Regions from separate parts of the Mus musculus genome. Here regions 2 and 3 are each linked to region 1. Evidence: chromatin contacts called from public Hi-C and promoter capture Hi-C data. All regions are on one chromosome and are shown on one strand. The core of a region is the stretch at or near the end of the contact, and the rest is flanking DNA. Distances in the headings are between cores, read along the strand shown. Region 1 holds the start of 4930524O08Rik (RIKEN cDNA 4930524O08 gene). Region 2 overlaps Tbc1d2b (TBC1 domain family, member 2B). Region 3 holds the start of Adamts7 (a disintegrin-like and metallopeptidase (reprolysin type) with thrombospondin type 1 motif, 7).

Region 1 (4,899 bases), core at 1,354-3,853:
GATATACACACAGAGACACACACTTACACATACAAACACACAGAAACACACACATACATACAGATACACATACAGACACACAGACACACAGACATACAGATCTATGGACACAGACAAACATACACATGGAGACAGATACACAGAAATAGACAGACAGACACACACACACACAGAGACACATACAAATAGACACATACACACACCTTTATAAGCTTCAGGTCCCACGAAAAGTGGAAGGGCCCTAGGATACCCTTTCTGATTCCAGACTAACCCATCTTCTATGGCACGCCTTCCTATTCTACAGTAGGGGACAGTACTGTCTGTCTGCTCTGGGAGTGTCATCAGCACCCCCTGACTTGGTGGTATGGCGATTGGTTTCAGACTCCGTTGAAGGAAAAAACTACATGTTTTTGGTTTCTGTGGCTGTGTCCAGACACTTAATCTGAGAGTCTGAATTTGAGGGAGGCTGGAATAAACAAACGGTCACTGCCCTGTGGAGCCCAGAGCACCTGAATGGTGAGTACGTGCTCGGGCACTCTTGCCTGTTTTTCATGTGGTCTAGAAGAGATTGCTTCCCTCAGGGATCCAAATATCTAATGTAGAAGAAACCACACACCTTCTCAGGAATCTCCTTGTCACCTTGCCATGGTGAAGGCACAAATCCTGGGCAGCCTTCTGCCCTATGCAGTCACCAGGCTGGCCCCGGCTGTCTCTGGGAGGCTGACTCATGCCAAGGAAACAGATCTGGGAATGTCTACAGAGTTCCTGGTGGTAAGGATGAAGAACTGGGCATAAGTGGAGAGCCGGGACATGTGCAAACGGTGAGGCAGTCACTGAGCCGCTGGAAGAGTCTGGGGTGTCTGCTCAGCAGGTACCCACCAGTTCCTGCTTTTTATGTGAGGGTTCTCTAGAGAAACTGGGGAACGAAGTAATTTTATCCCTGAGAACATCTCTCTTAAACACCATGAACCTCATTGTACCCGACAAATGCAAGCTAGGGAAGAAAGGGTTCACAGGTCAACTACAACAGCAGCAGCTTGTCCCCTTACGTCCCTAAACAGAAACAGATAAAACATTAATTACGTGTAAGACAGTGCTTAGCCCTCTCTCTACCCATTCATTCCTGGACCTACCCCATAAATGGTGCCTCCTGCTTTCTACATGAGTTGGTCTTCCCAACTCAATTCACCCAATTACGAAACTCCTTCATAGCCCCAGGCCAACCTAATCTAAATAATTCCTCATTAAAACCTTCTTCCCAGCTCATTCTAGGTTGTCAGAGTCGACATCACAGTCATTTTCTTTACTTGTAAACAGTGATGGATAATTGGGACAAGCAGAGTAAATAGCAGCGTTACTCTGAGTGACAATCCCTGATGACTGTCTTGGCCTTGTGACAGTACTGTCTGAAGTGAACGACTTGGTTTTAACCCTTGTTGCCTGCAGAATTTTTCACGGAGGCTTCTCTAGATGTTGGAAGCTGCAGACATTTCTGGATTAGATCTGGGAAGCTTCTGGATGGTGGGTCTCCTCTGAGACTACCTAGACTAGCAATTTCCACATCCCAGCCAGAATCCCTGGATCAAAATCTTGTACGAAGCTCATTCTGTCTAAGGCTCGTGGTGGGTATAGGGCTCAGAGGCTCACAGGTGCTCCCTCTTGTGGGGCGGTCTGCAAGTAGCATTCTTCATCCGGGTGTCGGAGGAATATCCGTAAAACGTATTCCTTGGTGGAAGCCATGACTCAATTTAATGGGAGTGAAGATCACAGAGAAGAAAATTACCCAGAATGACTTAGGAACCCTTTGCTTTCTCCTGGCCTCAGTTTCCCTATCTGTATTTTGAGACTGCAGTCTTCCACGCTCTCAACATCCCAAGCACGTACTATATTAAAGCATGATGCGGGCGCCCCCTTGTGGTCAGAAAAGGCCTTGGCTGTTGGAGGAGTTGATGGCGTCTGTAGGTTTACGCAAATGGAGGCCCAAGACAGGCCTTCCTGTTTTCTGCTCGATTTAGTGCTCTGTCTCGAGGTTAGTCTCTTCTCTTGATTGATCCTCATATTCTCACATCGAGTGGAGCATCAGGAGGCCCAAAGAGACATGATGGACAATGTTCCCTTGGCGATGCCACTAACTGCGTGTGATTTTCGCCAGGGCCTTTTACCGGAAGCAGGCTTACATAACTGCAGTGATGGGGGATGGGCACTGTCAGCCTTCAACCTGGCATCTAGGAGGTCTGTGAAATCCCCTGAGGTCTAGGGAGCATTTGTGCAGACCAGCAGTTGTAGGAGACAAAGGTCCAGTGTTTTGTCTGCGTTTCTTGAGGTGGCTTTGCCGCTTTGAGTGCATTAGTGATAAAGCTTCAGGGGAGAGGCCTTACCTTCAGAACGCTCACATCGGGCTCCTTTTTGGTCACCAATACTGAGTAGACGTGCTTTAAAAGCCAAAGAAAAATGAAGAAAACAACAAACAAACAAACAAACAAACAACAAAAAAAGCCAAGTCCCCTAGATCAGAACTGACAACCAGGGCAAATGGTCTCAGCTCTGTATACCTCTGCCTGCTGGTTTTCCTGTCCTGTAATCCCAACGTGATCCCTGGGAACTCCAAAGACAGGAACTGACAACAGGCAGTCCTGGCGGGCTCTGTTAAGCTACAAGGATGGATGATGGCTGGCTTCAGTTTCTAGTCAGTTTCACACTGCCACGGAATCGGTGACCGGTTCTGTCTCCTTTTTGCAAATCATGAGTAGAGGTGGAAGAGGGAGGCTAAGTCACCACGGTTAGTTCACTTGATTCTCACAATAGCTCTGGGAAGTAGGCCTGTTATCACCATGTACTTACAGAAACTGAGTCTTGGAACTGGAGAGTGACTTATCGCATACCAGAAAAGGTGTTGATGGTGGGGCTGTGTGCGTGTCCATGTGAGTATATATGTGTATATATTTGTGTGTGTGTATATTTGCTTATGTGTTTGCATATATGTGGGTGTATGTATCTATGTGTGTGCATTTATGTATTGTGTATATATGTATATGTGTATATATTTATATATGTATGTATGAATGCATGTGTATATCTGTGTGTGGCATATTTTCCTCTAAGTTTTACTATGTAGTTTTTTAAAAAATTTAGCATATGTTACTTAGGCATGATAATGGGTTTTATTATGACAGTCTCTTACATATATAGCACGTATTTTACTCCTAGTCACCTCCATTACCCTTTCCTGTCACTTTGCCTCTCCTGCTGAGCCTTCCTCCCACCCCAGCTAGGCCCCACAATGTTACATTCATGTCTTCTTTACAAAGAGGAACTACTGAGTTTTGTTAGTGTTGCTTACAGAGACATGGCTGCAAAGGTGTTGTTACAGGAGAGCACACACCTTCACTGAAGACAATGTCTAGTCCTCTCCCAGACACCACGGAATCGCTGGGCTTTTAATTGTGATTTGCAGCTGGCCCATGTGGCACTCACAGGACTGACGAGGGGCACTCAGCACCTCAGGAGACATCATGCCCAACTGTTGGAGCCACTGGTGTGTCCACTAGAGCATTCTGAGCACGTCCCCAAGGTGTCTGACTGAGGTCCTTGTCCCAGTTTCTGGACTGAATTTCTGGCTGTATAGCAGTTTCGGACAACCCATAACTCTCCTCTTCAGTTTCTCATTTCCTGGTGACAGGATCTTATCTTGACATTCCCTGGCCCACACCTTGCTTTGATCTGTCACTGGGCTTGGCAAGTCACTCATGCAGAAGTCCACATGTCCTCTCTGTTCCTTACAAGGCCTGGAGACTGGCAGCTCTCCTGGCCCCCCCTCCCTGCACAATAACATAGGGCCACACCCACAGAACAGTTTATCAACACTGGGGCACCAGTGACTTCCCACCACTTACCTGATCCCCACCCCAAGTCTTCTGTATGAGGGTGTCCTGGATACGTGAGAAATTACCAAGCATTCAAATGTTATGCTTATCTTTGTCCTTGGGGTCTGAGAGGGCCAGGATCTCATGGACATCTTATATTCCCAGCTAGAACAAGGTCCTCCCATCCCACTTCTCCCTTTCTCTACCACACCAGTGAACACTATGGCTGGGTTCTGTGTTACTCTCTCTTCCCTAACCACCGTGGCCATCAAGTCTGCCTCTGTCCACACTGGACTGTTTGAGGCTGGTCCTCACTTGCCCGTGACATGGTCACCATCTCCTTCACTGTGTTACTGAAGTCCAAATATCCAGAATCTAGGCGTGGAGTGCATAGCATGCCCACTGTTCTGTGAATTCTCACTGTCATGGCCACTGAAAATCCCTACGCCTATTAAATAAGCGAATGCAAGGGTGGATTGACAAGACACTCCCCGCTGCTCTCAAGCCGTGTCCCGCCGTACTGAATACAGCTGCACTTGCTCCTTGGATATTATTACATGCAGAATTTCACCTCCATTCCCATTAAATACAATTCATTCATGCCTGTAAGCGCTTTATAGATAGCCTTCTTGACCCTCCCATCGATTTAGTGAGGGAGAGACCCAGGGAATGATTGACAGATGCTCAAAGCTCAAGCAACTTCTAGAGACAACCTTCCCAATGCCGTGGCCATTTAATAACAGTTCTTCATGTTGTGGTGACCCCCCCCCCCACCATAAAATTATTTTTTGTTGCTACTTCATAACTGTAATTTTGTTACTGTTATTAATCAGAATATAAAGATTTGATATACAGGTGGTCTTAGTTGACCTCTGTAAAAGGGTCTTTCAATTCCTCAAAGGTCATAACCCACAGGCTGAGAACCACTGCATTAAGGGGTGAAGCCGGGACACCATCCCAGGTAGGGTTAACTCAGAGCTGAAGCACAGAGCACAGTGTTCTGTGCTGTGCCCAACCACAGGGTATTTGCAGATGA
Region 2 (4,899 bases), core at 898-3,397, 370 kb before region 1:
TGCCCCACCCCCTTGGAAGTGCCGGCTCTCAGCCTTGGGGACAGCTGTTAGGAAGTGCCGCAGGGTAGGGTTGCCCCAGGGCTCAGTTGCCATGTCAGTTTCGTACCAGAAGATGCCAGTCCAGATGTGCATTTGGTGTAAATTTACTGGCGGGTTGCTTTTGTCCTGTATGCTGGTGGAGGAGTCTTTAAAGCACCTGGTGATGCCGGGGACATGGCTTAGAACATGTGCCTGGTGTGTGGGACTCTGGGTTCCAGCCCAGTGATTGGAAACGAAAATCTCCAATATGCATGGGGTCCTGTTCTGCCATTCCCTGAGAGACGGCATTAGTTTCTCAAGCAGTTAGCATCAGTGCTCAGGTAAAAGTCTCAAGAGGCCCCAAGGGGAATGCACAAATGCACACTTAGAGGCTCTCATCCCTGGATAAATGACTCAGTGGCTTCAGAGCTGAGAAGGAGGGCTTGCCCTCTTTCCAGTTTGGGGACAAAATGGCAGATGCTTGTCCCAGAGGCAAGGCTCCGGTGACTGAGCCATCTTCTCCCATTCCCTCATCACGGAGACTGTCTTTACCCTCCTCTAGTGTTCCTGAGGTTCCAGACTTCTCCCAGCCACCGTGGCAGGTACCCCTCATGTCAGGGACTGCCTCGTGCTGCTTTTCATCTGAACCTTTACCCAGCATGCAACGCATGGCTCCTGCCTGGTGAGCCTCGTGGGCTGAGAAAGCCAAAGCACAGCCTCCAGCGTGTGGGTCCAAATGCACGTGCCACAGTAGAGGAGCACCCTGCGCTTGGCGCCCCGTCTGGTGGGACCTACCGATATTCCAACCGTTGACACTTTTATATTTTCACTACATTTTATATTTTTATAGACTATTTTATATTAAGGTTTTTCTAGATCCTGTACAACTTTTATATAACAAGTTCTATTTTGTGTGCACGACTCCCCTGTATGTATTTATATCAACCCGAGCCTCCCAGATTGCAGGTCCCTCTTGTGCCACCTTTTCCTCTTAGCCTTGACTGTCCCTCTCCTCTGCTCACCCAGGTAGCCTCAGGGGCTACTTCTAGCCGTGATAACACCCGAACAGCAGTCACTGGTCAGCATGTACTTCTCTGGTGTTTGTTAGCTGTGGTCTGTTGATACAGGAAGTACTCTGGGCAGTACCCAGTCAGGTTACCACACTATGTTACCGCACAAACCCCTCTCCCTCAGTACAGTGGGTGTCCTGATGCAGCGACCTCTGGGTGGGTGGCTGGTCAGGAAAGTCCTCGAAGACAGAGGCTAGATGCAAGCCCGATGTATGAGGCTCTGCTCCTGTGGGCAACTAGGGGACTTGAGGGCACACTGCCAAATGACTGTCCTTTCATATCACAGCAGCTTCCCTGCTCATCCTTGAGTTAAATGTAGACTTGTAAAGGAAGAAATAAACTAATTTTTATTACATTCTGCCTCAAAAGGTAGGTGTAGTCATTTGTGACAGAAGCCTCTACGTGGTCTTGTGGTATGGGGTGTACATGAGGGCCTTCTCCAGTTTGCCAGCCTCATGATTCTTATGTGTCTTCTCTTGGTTCCACTGGAATGGGAGACAGGGTGCCCTTCTTGACACTGGTAGGCCTCAGTTGCCCTGAGTACCATGGGTGAACTATGGGCAGAGGCTGAAGTCATAAGTGAAATGCTGCCTGTTTCCAGACAGTTTACCCACCCCACACCTCCCCCCTTGGGAGATAGGCACCCTTTTGCACCAGCTGTGCATGCCCAGCCTGAGTCACGGCTTGTTTGCCTCCTGTCTGTGTGGACAGCTCAGGCCCAGCTGCCACGAGGGACTCCCCCAGACATCTCTGGAAAAAACCAAGAATGATTAGGACCAAATGTCTTTCCGACGGTGGGAGGGGGGGGTGGGAGGGGAGTTCAACCAGGGCTCTTCAGTGTAGGCCTAGACCTATTACACTGCTGCTGGTCTTTGGGAGACAGATTTATTCAGCAAGGCCAGGGGAGCTCCTAAGGCCACACAGCATTACTACAGTAATGGCAGAGGCCAGAGCTGGGTCACGGACCCTAGGGCTCCGCCACAGTGCCAGCCCCTGCTGTGTACGAGTCTTGGGCAAGGAAATGGCTCTGCTCCCATCTTTGTGAGGAGTTGCCATGGGAGTGGATTAGGCAAGGTTATAGGAAGCCATTACTCAGAGTGGATCCCTGGGGCCTCTTTGGGCCCACGGGGCTGTTGCAGGCACAAGTAAGCAACAAATCCAATAAGCTTCTCCACCCACAGCATGGTAGTGCCTGGACGCACACAAGCCACCAGGGACTTGCTCTCCTGAGTGACCTGATAGACTGCCTGACTTTGACCGAGCCATGTACCGGGAGCCCAGAATAGGAGGTAGGGGTTCAAGGTTTAAGAGCTATACTGAGCCTGTACCTCCTAGGTATGTACTCCTGGGCCAGTCCCTTCCCTCCACTGTGACCTTCTCACCTGTTTGACTTCAGGATGAGATGGCAGGAGCATATGGAACCCAGAGCTGGGTGAACATCTTGACCCCTGAGAGCGCCAACCCCCACTCCAGTCTCCCCACTCCTAGGTAGAGCAAGTCACAGGACAGGCGTAACACTGACTGGGTCCACCCCCCTGATGCCCTTTCATAGTCTCAGGGAGCGACTTCCAGTGTGCCCATGTTCTCAGTGGCCGAGTGCCTTCATGCTTCCACGTGCACCTCACTCTGGCAAATAAAATGGGACAGGTGCCCCCCTGGAACCTCAGGGCCTCAAACTTGGAGGAGGACCCATAATGCCATCCAGAAGACTCCTGAAGATGGCTCACAGCCAGAAGGAAAGGGCAGTCAGGGGCCTAGCCTGGGAGGAAGGCTTAGTTATTAATACCCTATCACTAACCAGGATCCTCTTCAAAGTACCTGCATGCCCAGCCGCTCTCAAGTAGCACATCTGAGCCTTACCTACTATCATGCCCCAGGTAGTCCCCATGGGAGACAGGACAGCTTGATGCATGAGTACACCTGCCTCTATTTCTGTGAAACACAGGTCTCTGAGGACCTTCATGGAAGATAGCAGGCAGAGGTGAAGAATGATCAGGGACATTGAACAGGACTCCCTGGATCTCTTGCCAACCTGTACCTCCTGCAAAGACCTTCCTGCTCATACCATGTAACCCTCTGGGGATACCGCTTCCCTAGAAGCCACCTCCACCGCCTTCAAGACCTTGCGTGTCTACATTAGGCTGCTTTTCATGGCCTCTGTGCTGGTTATGCTGATTTGCCCCCAAAGAAACAGAGAAGCTGCTGACTGCTCTGACTTCCAACAGGGGACAGGGTAGTAGCCATTTGACAAGAGGTGGGTAGGGCGGGGTCACATTGGAGAGTCTCCAGATCCAAAGACAAGGCCAAACCACTCTGAAAGGGTAGATACTCATTTATGTAAAATAATAACAAATGTGCAAACTGTTAGAATAAAAAAATACCTTTTCTGAAAGGAAAGGGGGTCCCCAGCCTGCCACCGTGCAGGGGTGGGGTTAGCACCGTTAGGGCACGAGGAGCAGGGGGCTCCACCGCAGCCTGTGGTGGGGCACTGAGGTCTGTGTGTCAAGGGTCAGTCTGTGCATTCTAATGGTGCCTTCCTCGGTTTACCGTCTGGCTACCCGCTGATGGCCTCGGGAAGGGACACCACGACTGAGTGGGGGACATGAACGGCAGCACTGAGCGCGGATGGTGGGCAGCTGGCAGCGGCCCAGCAGGCGCAGCGTCTCACAGAAATTGAAGGACAGGCGATCCCGCTCACAACCTGGGATGGGAAGGGAAGAGAGGAGAGGAGGTGCAGTGGTCAGAATCAGTGGGCATGGCCTCCAGAACCACACTTTGTCACCCCGTGATTCAACTGAAAAGCCCCTTTCCCTATTGCCTTAGGAAGAATAGCAACCAACAAGAAACTGGGTTTCTGAAGGATAGCCCCAGAATCAGAACCCCAGGTCCCCAGCTCTTGTCCCTGCCTCACCTGCCCTTGAACTACTGACAGTGTTGGGACTTAGCTTTCTGGAAGAAAAGTTCAAAGACCCCATCCTTTACCACCTCAGAAGATACCCAAGAGCCTACTGGCAGCGATGTAAACCTCTCGGCCCCATCTTTCTCCCTGCTCACCCCTGGTACTGGACAGGATCAGGCCCACCACTTGTCAGTGTGTCAGACACTGTTAATATGCATCCACTCTACAGTCTGCCACCTCCATTGGTCCCACATGCCTTTGCTGTCATCACTGCCCCACCCCCATACACACACACACCCTCCCAGTCTCCTGTGGACCATGTTCACCCTGAACCTTTGTGTGGCAGGACAGCCTATTTTGTTGGGTGGTGAAGCCCAGAAAGTTGGACTTGGCCAAGGCCACAGAGATCATCAGTAGGAACCAAAGCCTGGGTCAGGCCCCTGGTGGCAGGGCACAGGGAAGGGAGAGTCGTCAGCCCTAGTTGTCACAATCTGAGGCCTGGCTGGCTCTCCCGGGAAGACTATTTTGGAAAGTGGCTTGCGTCCAGACCCTTGGCCTTCCTCCCAGTGCTACTGCTTTGCTGTTGCTGCTGCTGAAGCCACAGCTGCCCAGACCCCTGCTTACTTCTGCAGATTCCCTAGGGAGGAAGCACAGGAGGGCAGCTGTGGGCCCTGGTCTGGGACATCCCCAGGTGCAGCGGAGGGAACAAGACAGCAGACAAGCCCCTCCACCCTATCCTTTCGGCAGCAACTCCAAACTGACACACTAGTTCCCCTGGGTGACCTCCAGCAGACCTAAGCACTGAGTGAAGGTTTCCTCTTGATAACAGCCCCCACCTCCCTGGGGAAGGTCACATGACCCGGCATGTGAGCTGCCTTGCCACGGTGATCACACACCCTGGAGTTTCCAGGA
Region 3 (4,899 bases), core at 1,587-4,086, 340 kb before region 1:
TTTCTGTTATGAAATGCTGGGTTCACGACACCTGGCGTATGCCCTGGATACTAACTGTTTGGAAGCATTTGGTGTTCCAAAGTCCAGGGAAATGCAAAAGACACTACCCTAACCCCATCAAAGAGAGAGGCTGACACAAGGCATCCACAGCCTCTCACCCTGGCACAGTATAGAGAAAGTCCAAGCAAAGGATGGAGACACTGCCTTGCTTAGACTGGAATGGACTGGGATGAGAGAGATCTTCATCAGAGACAGCCCATTGTAAACGTCAGGCCCTCAGACTTGCTCAGCATGCACGGTAGGAACCAAGTCACCTCCTCAACCTTAAACCATGTCAAAAGATAAGCAAAGAGAATTAAAAGATGAGTAATTCTTAGTCATGCCTACCAGAAGACTATGGTGGCTGAAACCATCAGCACCTAGTGTCAATAAAGGATAATTGCAGGTTCAAATACATTCACAAGTGGGGACCTACACAGGAACAGAGCCTCAGAGCTGAAATTGCCTTGGAATAGCAGCTGGCACCACCCAGCAGGGGGCCAGTGGCTCATGGCAAAGTGTCCTGCCAGGTCAGGTTTGCCTTGATATGACTCTGCTCCTGCCACAAAGCACACACTGCTGTGATAAAGACTCTGTCACCCCCTAGGTGACAACTCCCACTTCAGAGCTTCTGCCAGAGAAATGCCAACATTGTACTAACCTTCACCTCACTTCACTAAATTACAATCCAGCCCTTCAAATGACCTGCAGAAGTACATAGACTCAGGGCTCACAGAGCAATGCAGAGGAAAATACAATGGGGGGCGGCGGGGGGGGACCAGCTGGGCAACCCAGGAGACCTTGAGAAAAAAAATTAGTCCTAATTCTCCTAAAACCTGAGCCAAGACCGTGCTCTTTGATGCTCCATTCAGTAGCAAGAGCCCATGCTCAGAAAAAAAAAAAAAAAAAAAAAAAAAAAAAAAGTCCACATCCTCGGAGTCAGAAATTCTGAGACCAGAAACAGGAGGGCCCCATATTACATATCTAGAGGGATTACAGAGACACATGCTCCACACTGGTGGGCAGCAGAGTCTAGATTAGTGAAGAGAGGGTGACTGGCCTGCTGGCACCCCAGGCAACAAATCCAAATAGCAGGACTCATCAAAGACTCATCAAAGAAATCCTATGGCGTTTGTCTAACAGAGTAATAAAGATAATGGCCACTACTTGGCAGTTACTACCCAGTAATAAGCAACTGATCTTCAGTATTTCGGACCTCTTAAAAAACCCTAAAAGGTGGACCTCCCCTGACCACACACACCTTCCAAGGGCCCAGGAGCAAGGGATGTTTCTGCTTTCTCTTTCCACTGCCCCCCTCTGACAGTTCACGCTAATCTTTTAACCTGTTTCCATACCCATAGAAGAACTTTTTATACATGTTGGTTGCCTTGCAGTTCTGATAACAGATTTTGAGAAATAAGAATGTGTTAAGGCTAGGTCCCAGCAGGTACTCACACACTCACACACCCAGACTTCTCGAATGTTACTGTTAGATTAATCCCAAAATGCTGTTCTCCTCGGTGCTTTAAATGTCCCTGGCATCCAGGCCCACAGCTACAGTATCTTGACCAGGATGGCAAATGGCCTAATCAGGCTCAGGGCAGATCTTCCTTGAGGTCACCCCTGCCCCATGCATATTGGTCCAACTCACTCAAGAGTTCATTCATCCCTCCAGTCCCGTCACCCCTGTCATACCCTTGAATCCCTCACCTGCAGATACATAACCAGCCCCCATTTGGCCTGGAGCGTGCTAAACACGGGCTCTGGGGTCTTCCACATCCCTGACTCTCACAGTCCCAGGCCCGCTGCTCCGGACTCTCCAGAAGCGCGCTACAACGCAGGTCGCGGCCAAACAAGAGCCTGGATGCTGGCCAGAGGCTCGTCGGAGGCCGGCCGGCCAGGCGGGGCTGGGAGAGTTAACCCAGGGCGGAGGAAGAAGCTCAGGCTCCCCCATTCCCCTCCCTTGAACACTTGGGGGAGGGGGAAACAGGAAATGCAAAGGCGATGGGGACTCGGACCCCCACGTCCGCCTAGCTGGGAGGAGAGGCGGCGGACCCCGGTAGACCTGCGACCTGGCGCGGTCCCCAGCAGCGTCCTGGCTAGTTTGCTTTCCAGGAGAGTCACCCCGAAGGAGTGTGTAAGAAGCCGTCTCGCGCGAATCGTCCAGCCCACTCGGAGGAGCGCTCTCCTGGGAAAGATGCACTCAGCGCAGCACGCGCGGCAGGGAAGCCGAAGCCCGAAGAGAGTGCAAGCTCACTCCAGTGGCAAGTCCCGGATGCCAGCTGAGTGGACAACTGAAGGATGGCTCCCGGTAGGTGCAGCTTCTCTCAGCTGCCAACACGACCCCAGCTGATCCCTAGTCTCAGAGTAAGCCGGTCCTGCGCGGGGTGCACAGAGAAGCGGCTGGGATTGCAGAAAGGGTGGCAGGGTCAGACGGGTCCCAGAGGCTCAGCCACCCACCTGATGCAGGTCCGAGGACGCGGGACGCCAGAGCGCACAGGATCAGGAGGAGACTCGGACCACGGTGCATGGCCCGGACGGGGTGGCCGCAGGACGACCCCTGTGCACTCCTTCGTCTACGCCGTTGCGTCCCAGCCGGGCCTGGGTCCGACTCAGGACATGCCTGGCTTTAAACTCTTCCCAAGGTCCGGGTCCTGACTCTAGCCGCCGGGCAGCTGCACTCGCTCCTCCGGCAACAAAGACTGCAAGGCCCGCCCCCTCAGCCAGCTGCCGAGGCAAAGAAAGAGAGCGAGAAGCCCAGGAAAAAAAAAAGAAAGAAAGAAAGAAAGAAAGAAAAGGAAGGAGGGAGGGCGGGAGGGGGAGCAGGGCGCCCACCCCCGCCCCGCCCGGCGGGCTCCTGCCCCCGCCCCCACCGGTCTCGCCCCGCCCCCGCCAGGCCTCAGCGCCCTGCGGGCGGGCCACCTCTTGCAGAGCACGGTCCCCACCCTACCAACTCAGGCTCCGGACCGCCCGCAGGGCTACAGACGTCCCCCTGGCGGTGGTGCGCGCCCAGGCCGTCTGTATCCTCCGAGATCTACCCCCCCCCCCGTCCCCTCCCAAAAAAAATCTGGAGTTCTGCAGTTTCTTGTCACTATCTATGCTTCAAGAGACATTCTTGGGTATGCGTCCCAGGCAAAGAATGCCTGCCCTTCAGAGAAAGAAACCTGGAAACCCCCAAGGAACGGAGATGGCACAGCAAGGAGGCACGATCCGGGGGATTCTAGATTTGTGTCCAAAGTCAACCTAGGAGAAAGACTTGGGCCCTTCTAGACTGGGCAGCAGTTCGCTGATTCCTTGCCTCCAGATGCTTTCAGATGTCTGTTTTCCCTGGACTCGGCACAGCGTTCTGCCAACAGCCTAGAGACTCTGGTGGGCCAAGACAGTGGCTACAGACTTTCAGAAGGGACCCTGGTAGCCTGAAAGCCAGCCAACCTTGCTTCATATTCCTAAAAATCTTCTGTCCTTGGTGGCCCTAATCCACATCCCCTTTAGCCTATACTTCCAGGAGCAGACTCAGGAGAACATGCACGCGGGCGCGCGCGGGCGCGCACACACACACACACACACACACACACACACACACACACACACACACACACACACCTTCACTGAGCCTGGTTCTACCCTGACAGTGATGTACTTGTACAATCCTTCTTCTCCCCCTTGGCCACTCTTTGTGCCCACCAAGGTACACAGGGACCCATACGGCTCATTGGCAGTTTCATGGTGTTTCTCCTACCAGAGAGCTCACTTGTATCTCTCTGCTGTCCGGCTCTCTTAGCTCTAGGGAGATGTGTGTAATGCATCGACATCTGCTCTCCTCACAGTCATCCTCAATGTCTCCATCTTAGTTCTTTTAGGTCTTGGTACCACCTGAGGCTGTGACATCCCCTGCAGCGGAGATTGTTGTTGGTTTATTTCGTTTTGTGTCCTCTAGTCCCTTGTCATCTTTCTTCTCTTTACCCTTTGACCTCTTCGGGCTCCATCTTCCCTCTCCCCCCCCACCCCCCCACCTCTGACAGTGGCAGGAACAACAAAGGCTATCCCATCTTCCTGAACATCTCCCACCCAGTGCAAAGGTACGGAAAGCTGGCACCTACTTTCTCTTTCTGAATATGCAGAGCAAACACTTTGCACTGTTGGAAAATGATCTCACCAGGACTCTGCAACCCTCTCCCTCCGTCTTCCCAAAAGGATTCAGTTCCAATATTTTCTTCTGTCCATGGTTTCCATGAGCTACTAACCCTCAGTCTAAAACATTCTATCCCTAGTAGACACTGATGTACCCCCTGTGGCTACGCATCCCTTGTAACTCCTACTTGTCCCTCTGCCCTCTTCTCAAGCTTCTCCAGAGGGTTGTTCATAGCAGTTGCCTCCTCCTCAGTCCCTCATCTACCCTCATACAAGCCTCAAAGCCAGAAATCTTTAGATTGATCGGCCACTGCATCCTGGACATGTCCTCTTCTTAGCAAGCTGCTCAGTCCATAAGTCCATAAGTGCTAGGTTTTGCTGCAGGACCAAGGGATGCAGCTGTAAAAAAAAAAAAAAAAATCAATGAGTCCAGACTCTGAATGAAGTCACATAACAAGCACATAGGAAAATGTTGAAATGGAACCAGCCACCACGAAGCACACTGAGGAAAATAAACAGCTTGAAAACAGAGATCTATTTTCTATGTGATGGTCACAGAAAGCTGCCACGATTACATATCCATTTGATCTGTGAACAACAATGACCAGACAGAAACAACTGCATGAAAGAAAGAAAGAAAGAAAGAAAGAAAGAAAGAAAGAAAGAAAGAAAGAAAGAAAGGAAGGAAGGAAGGAAGGAAGAAAGAAAGGAAGAAAGAAAGAAAGAAAG

The links. Promoter capture Hi-C pulls out the DNA fragments that hold promoters and counts their contacts. Hi-C and Micro-C count contacts between places; a contact is called where the count stands out from the background.
Region 2: a Hi-C map of muscle stem cells shows a contact between it and region 1, with 4 times the contacts expected there. The contact joins the enhancer-like site here to the promoter of 4930524O08Rik in region 1. A contact is called at or near these places in 3 of 484 Hi-C or Micro-C datasets (embryonic stem cells, muscle stem cells and pre-B cells) and 1 of 9 other capture datasets (adipose tissue).
Region 3: a contact with region 1 is called in a promoter capture Hi-C map of stem cell-derived epiblast-like cells, with 5 times the contacts expected there. The contact joins the promoter of Adamts7 here to the promoter of 4930524O08Rik in region 1. A contact is called at or near these places in 10 of 39 promoter capture datasets (the 3T3-L1 cell line, cranial neural crest, embryonic stem cells and 6 more) and 4 of 115 datasets of contacts at active chromatin or transcription factors (bone marrow-derived macrophages, embryonic stem cells, pancreatic cancer cells and 1 more).

The regions. Positions count from the first base shown.
Region 1 is chr9:89,824,223-89,829,121 of GRCm38.p6, reverse strand. 4930524O08Rik (RIKEN cDNA 4930524O08 gene) reads right to left here and starts at 2,603. Exons shown (of 6, transcript NR_040735.1): 1 at 1,885-2,603.
Region 2 is chr9:90,198,604-90,203,502 of GRCm38.p6, reverse strand. It overlaps Tbc1d2b (TBC1 domain family, member 2B), which reads left to right. Exons shown (of 13, transcript NM_194334.2): 13 at 1-1,456. It overlaps Adamts7 (a disintegrin-like and metallopeptidase (reprolysin type) with thrombospondin type 1 motif, 7), which reads right to left. Exons shown (of 24, transcript NM_001326351.1): 24 at 3,401-3,789. The coding sequence ends at 3,632. Among named protein-coding and RNA genes, the nearest start is that of Adamts7, 38 kb to the right of the region's middle. Within about 2 kb of position 2,147, at least 46 of the 459 cell types and tissues checked have an H3K27ac peak or open chromatin away from gene starts, as enhancers often do. A contact at or near this core is called in adipose tissue and muscle stem cells, where this site is marked.
Region 3 is chr9:90,160,915-90,165,813 of GRCm38.p6, reverse strand. Adamts7 (a disintegrin-like and metallopeptidase (reprolysin type) with thrombospondin type 1 motif, 7) reads right to left here and starts at 2,836. Exons shown (of 24, transcript NM_001326351.1): 1 at 2,500-2,836. The coding sequence starts at 2,569.